2 separate regions of the Canis lupus genome follow, and region 2 is linked to region 1. A link is a contact called in public Hi-C data. All regions are on one chromosome and are shown on one strand. Each heading gives the region's core, a stretch centred on a gene start, on an enhancer-like site or on the middle of the called end of the contact. The rest is flanking DNA. Distances are from core to core; before and after follow the strand shown. Region 1 has its middle 79 kb from the start of MIR148A. Region 2 holds the start of HOXA2 (homeobox protein Hox-A2).

The links. A called contact is a pair of places that touch in the nucleus more often than the background predicts.
Region 2: a contact with region 1 is called in a Hi-C map of skin fibroblasts, with 7 times the contacts expected there. The contact joins the promoter of HOXA2 here to the enhancer-like site in region 1. A contact is called at or near these places in 2 of 9 Hi-C or Micro-C datasets (amygdala and skin fibroblasts).

Annotation. Positions count from the first base shown.
Region 1 is chr14:39,311,212-39,317,037 of UU_Cfam_GSD_1.0, reverse strand. No RefSeq gene overlaps it. Among named protein-coding and RNA genes, the nearest start is that of MIR148A, 79 kb to the left of the region's middle. Within about 2 kb of position 3,652, at least 9 of the 20 cell types and tissues checked have an H3K27ac peak or open chromatin away from gene starts, as enhancers often do.
Region 2 is chr14:40,370,032-40,375,857 of UU_Cfam_GSD_1.0, reverse strand. HOXA2 (homeobox protein Hox-A2) reads left to right here and starts at 2,085. Exons shown (of 2, transcript XM_038557170.1): 1 at 2,085-3,484; 2 at 4,131-4,906. The coding sequence starts at 3,100. The coding sequence ends at 4,870. LOC119866384 (a long non-coding RNA gene) reads right to left here and starts at 2,292. Exons shown (of 2, transcript XR_005369609.1): 1 at 1,714-2,292. LOC100683344 (WAS/WASL-interacting protein family member 1-like) reads right to left here. Exons shown (of 5, transcript XM_038556351.1): 5 at 5,416-5,826.

The DNA.
Region 1 (5,826 bases), core at 2,403-4,902:
TTAGAAAGCTCTGAACTACGGCCATGAATAAACGCACTGCAGACCTGATGAATGCCCCCAAGTCTTTCACAGAGGTGGGGGGCTGGTCTTGAAAATCTTTTGCCCGGTGCTGGGAGGCTGGACTCTAGGCGCTGAGGGCACCAGCGCCGTGCTAGTTCCTCGTCGGGGGCCTCCAGGAATGTAAATACCACGAGTTTACACAGGTCCAGGCCCCCCTCCGCCCACCCCGGAAAATGCTTATTAGCAAATCATTTTAATTCCGAAGCTGTCGAGAATATTTGCATTCACTTGGCCGCACGGAGTTAGGAGTTCTAGAGGGAAAACTCTGTCCTTGTCATCCTTTCCTCGCGGGCTGGGAAGCAGGGTCACTGAGTCCTGGGCTCTCCTTCCACAGTCTCTGGGCTGAGTTCACACGCGCAGGTGGAGGTGAACCCCTCTTTGCCCTGGGGGCTGCAGATGCACGCCTTGCCCAGCACTCAGGGGCGGGGTTCAGAAACCGACGTTAAAACGCGGAGCAAGTTGCAGGGGAGTCGGAGGTCAGTCACTTCTGCTGCTCCTCCTATGACCCGGGGCTGTCTCTCAAATAAATGCTCATTGCTTTTTTTTTTTTTAATTTGCCCTTAAATTTCATTATTTTGGTGCCTGATCTTTAAATATGCCTCAATGCATCACATAATCTTTTTTTACACCCCCCCCCGAATTTGTTTGTCTCTTGGGGTTCTCTATGCTTTCTATTTTTTTTTTATCAGTAGTGTAGCTTTATTTTGGAAAAGAAGAATTTTCTCCTTGGAAGTGGGGCCAATGATCAAATCTCCAACTCCTCTTTTCCTGGAACTTAATCCTGCATTTACTCCTGGATCATGAAACATTTAAACCATTTAACACGTCCATGACTGATCAACTTTAGAATTATGATCTACTTTTAAAATTGGAAATGTTATCTTGGTGTGTATATGTGCGTGTCTTGTTATTGACAGATCATGTTACTCTCCTTTCCGTGGAAAAAAGAATACTTGCACGTGTGAATTTGAGTATTTGTTCATCTAGAGCAACGATGTCTGCTAAGCTTGATTTTTTTTTTCAGATACTTCTTTGCATCTCATATTCAGAGTATTAACAACATTCAAACTCAAAACAAAACACCTCTTCCAGTGTTGTGGAGGGAGGTCCACTGACGTCCAACAACAGATGCCTTTTCTTTACTTTTTGTTTGTTTGTTTTCTTTCCTTAACTTTTCTTCTCCCTCCCCTTGGTCCACAGCTCCTTTAGTTATTTTGGCCTGGGTGAGCACCAGCTGTAAACTCCATGTTTGGGTTGGTTCTGCGACAGTCGCATCCCATGCGCGATCTGAGTGCAGCTCTGGGGGACATGCAGAAGCACACTAGCTGTCATTCTCAGAGGAAAGACATCCCACGTTAATGCCCGCCTGGGAAGAATCCCGGAAAGCCGAGAATTCCTACGAGCTGCAGCCCACTAAGCGACCAAGGACTACAAGGATCACTGCCTCTTAGACTTTTGACAAACGGTGTTGGGCTTGATTTTAAAATTCTGTTTAGTTGTTGTTGCTGCTGGGAATGTGGGCCTTTCTGATGAAGACCTTCCTGGCCTTCCAGCGCAGGTCGTCTCCCTGACCGCCACTCGGATGGCTTTCATTTAGGGAGGGCCGGCCTTCAGGTGACATTTCCCCCTAATCTAACAGTCAACTGCAAGTTGTTTAGTTCACATTTGGGGCTTTTAGCGCGGAAAAGCCTGTGGAAAAGGCTCGACTTGACTTTTACCATCACATCCCCAAAGCAGGGCCCCCTCCAGAGCGCTCGCCTGGTCCCGCGGTGCCCCTAGCGCGGTGTCTAGCGTGGAGTTACAGGCCGGGACCGAGCCAAGATCAGAGGCTGCAGGGCTCGCCCGAGTTTAAAGGGAGCCTTGCTACCGGAAGTCATTTGACAGATCTCAGGCAGGCCTTTCTTCTAATCTTTACTGCTCGGCAGAGCTTTGCAAATCTCTAAACACGCTGTAACCGTCTTCAAACAGTGTTCCAGACACACTTGAGGGTGGGGTTTTACTTTAGGACCGGGTGGCAGGGAAGCTGCATCTGCAGAGGCCACCTCCACAGTCGGGTCTGTACCCTTTCCAGCTCTTCTTGAGACCCTTATCTCCTCCGGTTAAGCGGGTTCCCACGCCTCCGTCCGCCCACCCAGCCCCAGGAGCCCTCCGGTCCCGGGAGGCCTGGGTCTCAGTCGACCTCCTGCTGGAGAATCCCGCTGCGCCCCAGTGGCGGGCGGCAGCGGGAGAACCCCTCGGGAGCTTAGCCGGGAGCGGCAGGGGCGGGGCAGGTGATTTATGACCCTGATCAACTTTTTAGGAAGCAGAAATTAACCTGAAGGGGATTAGGCTCGAGCTTTGAAGTTCACGGTTTTGTTTTCCTTCAACTCAGCCCTGCGATCAAACGGTTCTTGATTCTTTCTGCCCGCCTCCTCCAACTCCTCCCTAGGTCTCTCATCACCCCACTCCTATCCCCCAGCAACTTTCCCTATATGGATTTTCATAATTAAAAAAAAAAAAAGAAAGAGAAAAGGAAAATGAAAAAAAAAAAAAAAAAAAACCCTTCCAGACCAGAGACTGAAGTTCCTGACTGTGACCTAGTGAACGGAGGCAACATAGTGTCTGTCCCCTCTGACTTCTTGGAATCGTGTTTTACGCTAGAATCTGTTATTTATATTTGGAGGTGGGGAGTAGTAAATTTAAGTCCCCCCCCCCCCTTTTTTTTCCTTTTTCTTTTGGCTCCTTCTCGTTTGTTCCACTCTCAGGGATGGATCTTCCTTCGCAGAGCAGAAGCCCAGCCAGGGTTGGGGTGATCAGTGGCTCTGTGGGTGACCATTAACTTCTCAGCGCGTCCTCCAGGTACAGCAGGTTTGTGGATTCCTCTCCTAGTTGACCAGAGTATTCAAACTCGGACGGGAAAGATCTCCCTTGCCGCCTGGCGCTCTTACCTTGGCCCCCCTTTATTTCCATACCTTTAGACTCCTCTCCCGCCACCCGCCTCCCCCCGCCCCGCCGCCCGCACTCGCCTCCCCCTAGCCCCCAAACTGCAGGTCTCCAGGGGGAATCTGTCTCCTGCGGTTTTTTCCCGCAGGCGCCTGCTGAAAAGGCAATTTCCTTGGGGGTGTGGTTGGGGCGAGAGAAAAACAGAAACCAGGATTGTTTGGGGCCTGAAACCATCCAAGTTTTATTGCATCCGCTACAAAGTCAACTAACTCTTAATGAGCATCCAAGCGGAAAAAGGCCGAGGTTTACTCGGTGTTAAGGCAGAGGTGGTGGTGGGGGGGGGGTGGGGTGGGGGGGGGTTGCTTATTTCTTTTTCTTGCAACCAAAGGTTGCAACACCTTCCTAAGGGGCTCTTCCCAACGCCAAGAGTACAGACAAGAAAGTCGAAAGGCATCAGGTTTCAGCTCCCTGAGATCGAAGATCATTCGGCCACGAGGACCTTCTAAGTTGGCCCTGTCTACAGCTTGTAATGAAAAGGATAATCTGTCTTGTAATAAAAAACAGGACTCACACAAACAAACCCAGCATCCAACCGCCTTCCACCGCGCCTCGCTCTTCCCTAATAGGGGCCAGTGACAAAATTGCCATCCAGTTCCACCCGAAAAAAGAGGAAGCAGTAGATCTTCCTTTTAATAACTTCCCAAAGTGTTACAAATAATAAAAGGGACGCATAAATCATCGCGGGCGCGACTGAACGTGGAGCACGGGAGGATTTACTCCTCTCAAACCTTGACTCCCAACCGCGTCCTCATTGGCTGCTTCCCTGTAGCCCGGCCCCCCCAGTCCGCCCTCTTATTGGTCTGTCAGGCTAGGTGACGCGCGGAGGGGGCGTGGCGTCGGCGGGGGCAGGAGTCTAGCAGTGCGCATGCTCCCTGTGGCGTGAGCGTGTGATTGACAGCTGTGCGCGCCTGCGCGTGCGTGAGAGTGGGTGGCGGCGGGGTGCTGGGGGCGCGGGGGTGCTGGTGGTGATAGTGGTGGCGAAGAGTGCTCGAATTGAGGCTGCCTCTGCCCGCTCTGTGGGTGCAGTCCTCTTCGCGGGCATTTTCCGCTGAGTCAGAAGGGCTGACAGTTACAGACCTAGACTCCCCGGGCTTGGGAGACGGCCTGGAAGCGATTTAGGGAGGGTCTCCAGCAGTAGGCTAATTGGAAAGGGAGCAAGGAGAAGTAGAAGGCATGCTCCACTGTGTTTGAAGAAGATACTTAAAAATACCCGGGAAGAGATGTGATTTTGCCGCTGTGTCGGTGTGTGCATTTCCTGCGAAGCGCGCACTAAATCACAGCCCACACACCTCTTGCCCACCTTTGCTCAGCTCCCACCCAGCCCGGTCCCCTGCAGGCTCGGGTACACGCGGGCGCGAGCACATCTGAGTCCCTCGTAGTCATGCAAATCAGGACCAACTTGCCAGAGACGCCGGAAATTCGGTGGTAATCCCTAACTGAAAGAAAGAAAGAAAGGAAAAAAAAAAAAAAAACAAAAAACGGGAAAAAAGCAAAAAGTCAAAAAGAAAGGGAGAAAGAAGTAAAAAAAAAAAAAAAATGAAAGAGGAAAGAAAAACAAAACTGGAAATACGTAGCAACCCGTAAGACACGAGTGTCAAAAATAAATAAAATACCGACCGGGGAGGGGGGGCAAAATTCGCTAGTGATTGAATGTGAAGTTTAAAATTAATTTCCCAACCTGGCTCGTGTCATAGAAACGACTGCAGCCTATTGCACTGTGGTTGTTAACGCCTCGTACAAAATTCTTGAGAGCCGAGGGCTGGCTCCGCGGGTTAGGAGAAACGTGGCTCCGTTGCCCTGTTGCATCCAAATTCTCCTCTCGGACAAGTTTCTTCGGTGTGTTGGAGCTGGGCGGAAAGGCTGGAGGGTGTTTTCCTATCACAACCTGTTAGTTCGATGCTTCGTGTTTGCATATATTTTAGGGAGATAGTAAAGGTTTTATAGCGGTGAACATTTTTTTTTTTTTAAAATGACAGTCGCCCAGGGTGAGTTTTGTCGCTAGCAAATTAAAGCTTCGGTTTTACGAATTCTGAGATTGAAAATGGGCAGTGAGCTCTTAGTAGGCCCTGAGATTTTTTTTTTCCCCTTTGTTTTCATTCTGGAGTGTGTGTGTGTGTGTGGGGGAAGGAAAGTACAAATACAAGTATTACAGATGCTCCATTCAACTACCGTCCTGTCTGTTGAGTGCACGGTAAAATAGATAAAAAGCAGAGTGTGAGAGATATATGACTGTTAAAAGCAAAATAATGTTCTTTTAAAATTTTCCCGTTGGTGCATTTTTTTTTTCTTTTGAAGCAGTGCTTTCAGCTTGCCTAAGTATTGAAAGCAGTGTTCTTAAAAACACTATCACAGTACTTTTATTCCGAGGCCTCATGCTCTCCTGAAATTTTGAAATAATCATTTACGATACATAATTATTAGTATTAATATTCTCTTTGCTTTTTATTTTGCCTTTGACTACTACTTATCAATATTTCAAAGCAGCAAGCATCAAATAAAATTGGTAAACAAGGCTTGGATAATTGTTTTTGTTTAATTGGATGTCTTTATTTTATTAGGTAAATACGCACTTAAATTTATTTTAAAGTAAGGAGCAAAAGAATACTTTTCTTTCGTATCGTTAGAACAAAGTGATTTTTCATTCTTCTCCGTCGGATTCTTTCCTGTCCAGCTGCCACAGCCGACTGACAGGCTCCTAGCGACCCAAGGACTAGTATGCAAATTTCAGATGATTGACACCTACCAGAGAAACCAATCACGCTGGAGTCGGTTGCTGATTGGTTG
Region 2 (5,826 bases), core at 836-3,335, 1.1 Mb before region 1:
ATGAACTGAGCAGGCTAAGCAACCACAGAATCCTCTTATGAGTAAAAATTTTACAGAACTGTATAAAATTACCTAGTAATATAAGGAACAGTGGAGAGAGCACACGAGACAGAGCGAGAGATCGAGAAAGGGAGAGAGCCAGTGAGCGAGTGCTATCCATTCACAGAGCAAAATCTTGCATAGATACCACTATTTGAACCCATTTCTAAAATCTGCTGTTTATTTGAGAGGGGACTGGTTTGGAGGCATCCTCCTTCCCTCAGGGCACAGATTTTTAAATGAGATTCCAATATCATTTCCCATATCTTGGCAGTCAAAACATTCATTTTGGGTTTCAAAGAGAAAAAAAATATTGATCTCACCTCCAGCTTCAAAGATATTAAAAATAAGTCCTTATTAAAATATTCCTGAGTTAAAGTAACAGATTTGGGGAAGATTTCAATGTTGAATGGGCAAAGAAAAGGGTTTGCTTCCAGATGGTATTTGAATTAAGGCCGCTGAGGCGAGCAGAAAGCTCTCACCCACGCAGCCCCTGACAAAGCCTCAGCGATATGGGGGCAGCGCTGCTCCCTCTCCATAGCTCCCCCTCCCCTTAGCCCCTCAATATTATTTCTGGTAAAAGCAAATGCCAAAAGCCACTATCCCAGAATGTGCAAAGCACCTTTCCTAAAAGCAGCCTTATAACTCTTCCTGCTGCCAAAAAGATATCTTTAAAAAGACTAGTTTTCCTTGTTTACTTGCGTTTCCTGCTCTCCTCTTTGCTCGGCCACATTTGATCTTGGAAAGAGCTCGAAGCTGAAATGTGTTCTTAAGGGCCAGAAGCTGTCAAGGCTTTTGGTGAGCAAGATTGATCGCGCCCAGACTTCCTTCAGAGCTTTGTTTGGAATAAAAGCAAGAAAACTGAAAAACCTCACATTTTCCAAAATAGCATCTCTATCTGTAAGGCGATGCTCTGGGCTAGTCAATGATGGAGGCCGCTTTATATCTAATTTCCAACCCAAGCCTCCTTTGATGCTGGCCTCAGAAATGGAGTCCTAGCCTTGTGCTGCGGTCGGCCTTTCTTGTTTTCTACGTAGATTTTTCTCCCCCACCAACCTCTCTCTCCCTGGCCATCAGAATGATTTATTTTCCTGCCACGGATGCCTGCCGGCCTGGGGGAGTCTGATCACTTGGTCCATTTCAAAGGAAGCAAAAGCGAATCATCATCCTCAGGGTTTGAGGGAAAAGAGATACCTTCAGATTTCTCTCTCAGCCTCCTCCCCTCCTTCTGGCTTGGTGGATTTGTAAAAAGTTACTGTTTGATTCCTAAAGGTGTTATCTTTTGAACCCTCCAGCACAGTCCAAGATGCCCTCAGTCTCAAGTCTCCGAATTGGAAAAGAGAGCGAGTGAACAGAGAAAAGAGAACCTTTATAATTCCTCCTGAGGTTGCCCTCTCTCACCTGCGGTGCTGTTTCCCACAGCAGAACCTGAGTGCAAACATCGCTGGTGGCCAAGGAGCAGAAAGGTGCGGGAGACGATTTGGGCTGCCAGGGAACACACATTGCATCTGAACGCACAAGCCCCCAATCAGAGCGAAAAGGACCAGGAGAAGGAGAGGAAAAGAAAAAGAAAAAGAGAAAGAAAGAAAGGAAGGAAGGAAGAAGAGGAACAAGCGCCTTCTCCCTCCCTGCTGCTAACTTCCAACAGACTTCCTGGAAATCAGAAATACTCACCGCACCCGAGCCCTACGGGTATGAAACCCAGAATGCCAGGAGCCGCAGGAGCCTGCTCCGGGTGGCATTGCTTTGGTTGGCCGCCGCCCTGGCTACAGGGATTTGGACACATGGACCTGGGGTTGTTGTCTTGCTTGGCACATGCATCTATCTTTCTCGAGCCACTCCTGAAAAGTTGATGGCACAGGAAGGTTGGGAAGCTTTGAGAGCCGCCTCCCGTCTTCCGCTTCCCTCTGGAGCCAGATGCCTAGCTGCCCTGGAAAAGCCGGCTAACAATGGGCCGGGTCCGGGTCCGGGGGCGAGGACTCGGAGCTGGGCTTTGGGAGGGGGGCGAGGGCATGCGGGAGGGGTTTGGGGGAAGGAGAGGTGGACAGAAGTGAGAGGGAAGGGGAGAGGGGAGAAGAGGGAAAAAAAGATGAAAAGAGGTAAAGACAGAGAGGAAGGAAAACAAGGATCACTTGTGAGATCCAGGAACTGGTTAGAAAAGGCGGAGGAGGAAAAGGGGAATAAAAGAGGGGAGACCCCAAAATGAATCCTCTCTTCTGTGTCTCCTCTCTTCCTCTCCTTCTCTCTCCTTCTCTCTCTCTCTCTCTCTCCCCCCCCCCCCCTCCCTCCCTCACCCTCTCTCTTTCTTCTCCCTGTCTCATCTCTCCTCTCCCTCTGCTCCTTCCTCCTGCCTTAACAGAACTTATGTGGCTGGGATGCGGGGCTCTCGGGTGTCAAAACTTTGAAGATTAATGGATTACTTTGTTAATGACTGCAGGCGTCAGACTGAGGTGCTTAAATGATTTGTGAGGTGCGAGGCGTCTTCCCGACAGTCCCAAACAATGCGCGGAGTGTGCGGGGGAGGCAGAGGGCAGCCGCCGGCGGGCCGGCAGCAGGGCTCACACTCGCACACACTCACACTCCACACACTCCCAGGCGCGCACACCAGATCTGTGCAGATCAGGAGGCAGGCAGGCACCCTGGCCCCCACGCACTCCCGGGCATCCCCACCCACACCCACCTATATGTATTTTTGCCCTGAAAAAAGTGTAAATAAAGCCTCGCTGGCCCCCAATGAGGCGTTCCTTCCCGACTTTTTTGGATCAATCAAACAGACAGTGGCTTCTTTTGATTAAAGCCCAAATTGTCATTGGGCAGAAGCAATCATGTGACAGCCAATTCGGTCCAATTTCAACCTTGTCTCCATGAATTCAATAGTTTAATAGTAGCGCGGTCCCCATACGGCTGTAATCAGTGAATTAGAAAAAAAACACCCCAGCAGCGATCTTCTATGATAGATTTTTTTTTTCCTCTGCTCTCGTCTTTTTCTTGGGCCTTGCCCCCCCAAAGCCCCTCCAGAAGAGGGAACTTTTTCTCCGAGGGGGCTCCAAGGAGAAGGCCATGAATTACGAATTTGAGCGAGAGATTGGTTTTATCAATAGCCAGCCGTCGCTCGCTGAGTGCCTGACATCTTTTCCCCCTGTCGCTGATACATTTCAAAGTTCATCAATCAAGACCTCGACGCTTTCACACTCGACACTGATTCCTCCTCCTTTTGAGCAGACCATTCCCAGCCTGAACCCGGGCAGTCACCCTCGCCACGGCGCTGGCGGCCGCCCCAAGCCGAGCCCCGCGGGCAGCCGCGGCAGTCCGGTGCCCGCCGGCGCCCTGCAGCCGCCCGAGTACCCCTGGATGAAGGAGAAGAAGGCGGCCAAGAAAACCGCGCTGCCGCCCGCCGCCGCCGCCGCCGCCGCCGCCACCGGCCCTGCCTGCCTCGGCCACAAAGGTCAGTCCAAAGACTTGGCCCCAGGTCCCGGGACCCCTTCTCCCCGCCCGGGCTGCCCGGGGAGCCGCTCTGGGGGAGGGGAGCGTGGGCTGGGAGAGCAGGGGGAGAGAGGAGAGATGCTTGGCTGCCTTCCCTTCCCCTGTGGGCTCAGGAGTGGGTTTGATGGAGAGAAAAGGGATCCTGCGCTGCACAATGAGACACACATATATTTTTAAGAAGAGGGGGGCGAAAACTTTCCCTAACTTGTGTAATGTGGGATGATTTATTTGAGTTGGAACTGACCTCCTCTTGTCTAGTTGTCCTAGAGTTTGGCTTTTTGACAGTAATGAAGAGTGATAGATCGCTCTTGCTCAGCTAAGCAGCTGATGCATTAATTATAAATTGTGGTGTGGCTAATATAAAGTTTGCTCCCGGATGGAGAGGTTGGGGGGAGCCACAGGCAGGAATTTGATGGAGGTGGAAGAGATGGGGTCTCCCCGGGCTGGGCTCCCAGGAAAGGCAGCACAATAGCTCTCCTGCATCCAGGGGCGGCCATTTTGTTGCAGTTGATCTTTTCTGCTATATTTATTCTCCAGTGGAATAACCCCGCTCGGACCCCTCCACCTCCAACTGTGCGTGTGTCTCTTGTTGGTTTCCTTTTCCGCAGAATCCCTGGAAATCGCCGATGGCAGCGGCGGGGGCTCCCGGCGCCTGAGAACTGCTTACACCAACACGCAGCTTTTGGAGCTGGAGAAAGAATTTCATTTCAACAAGTACCTTTGCAGACCCCGAAGGGTGGAAATTGCAGCGCTGCTGGATTTGACTGAGAGACAAGTGAAAGTGTGGTTTCAGAACCGGAGGATGAAGCACAAGAGGCAGACCCAGTGCAAGGAGAACCAGAACAGCGAAGGGAAATTTAAAAGCCTCGAAGACTCTGAGAAAGTGGAGGAGGACGAGGAAGAGAAGTCTCTCTTTGAGCAAGCCCTCAGCGTCTCCGGGGCCCTTCTGGAGAGAGAAGGTTACACTTTTCAGCAAAATGCCCTCTCTCAGCAGCAGGCTCCCAATGGACACAATGGCGACTCCCAAAGTTTCCCAGTTTCGCCTTTAACCAGCAATGAGAAAAATCTGAAACATTTTCAGCACCAGTCACCCACTGTTTCTAACTGCTTGTCAACAATGGGCCAGAACTGTGGCTCTGGTCTAAACAATGACAGTCCCGAGACCCTGGAGGTCCCCTCTTTGCAGGACTTTAACGTTTTTTCCACAGATTCCTGCCTGCAGCTTTCAGATGCAGTCTCGCCCAGTTTGCCAGGTTCCCTCGACAGTCCCGTAGATATTTCAGCTGACAGCTTTGACTTTTTTACAGACACACTCACCACAATCGACTTGCAGCATCTGAATTACTAAAAACATTAAAGCAAAACAAAGCATCACAAAACAAAACCCCCTTTGACCAGGTGGTTTGGCCTTCTTTTATTCTGAGAGAGTTGATTTTTATTTTATTTTCTCCTAGACCTACCCTGTCTCTCCTCTAAATGTGGAAGATTTTCTGTTTAGTGATTCTCCTGATCCAGTCTCAGAGCCATCTTTACAGATTATTTTGGAGTTTTAGTTGTTCTAAATCTAATCCAACGACCCTCTATGTGATTTCCTGAAAGCAATATATGAGGCCTGCAAGAAAGTGATCATATAATTGTATCTTCACTTTCTTTTTATTTTTGTATTACATTAGGATGCATTGTCATGAGTATTTTTGGTAGAATAAATTCTCCTTTGCTATAAGTAGCTTCTTATTTTTTTCTCCCCCCTCTTTCTCAAGGCTCATAACGGTTTCTTTTTCTTCTTTTAGTCTAACTTGGTAAATAAAATTCTGGTCACAATCCATCTTCTTTTTCCATTTTAATATATTTATTAAGGGGGCATGTTCAAAGTCTTCAACAGACAACAACAAAAAAGAAAACCAGAAAATGGTTAGGACTTCTGAGAAGTGTTTTTTTTTTCTTTCCTTTTTTTCTTTCTTTCTTTTTAAAGGGAATGGATTTGGTTTTTCAGTGTAGAGGTTCAAGCCATAGATTTAAATTGGTGATAGAAACAGAATTGGGTAGCCCCAGAGCTGAGCCAAGCCCAAGCTTTTGAAAGTGGCGAAATAAAGTGCCTACAGAAACCCCCAACTCCAGGAAGGAGGAACATGGAGTTTCTTTAACAAGCTACCAGTCTTCAGGTCAATAACTAAGTTATCAAAATTCATTTATTTATACACATTTGTTTCAAACATCTACATTCCAACCCCTCCCCCACAATCCCGGAAACATTTTCAGTGTGGTTGATTAGTCTCCCAGCTGTTGATGGGTCCAGGCAAACAG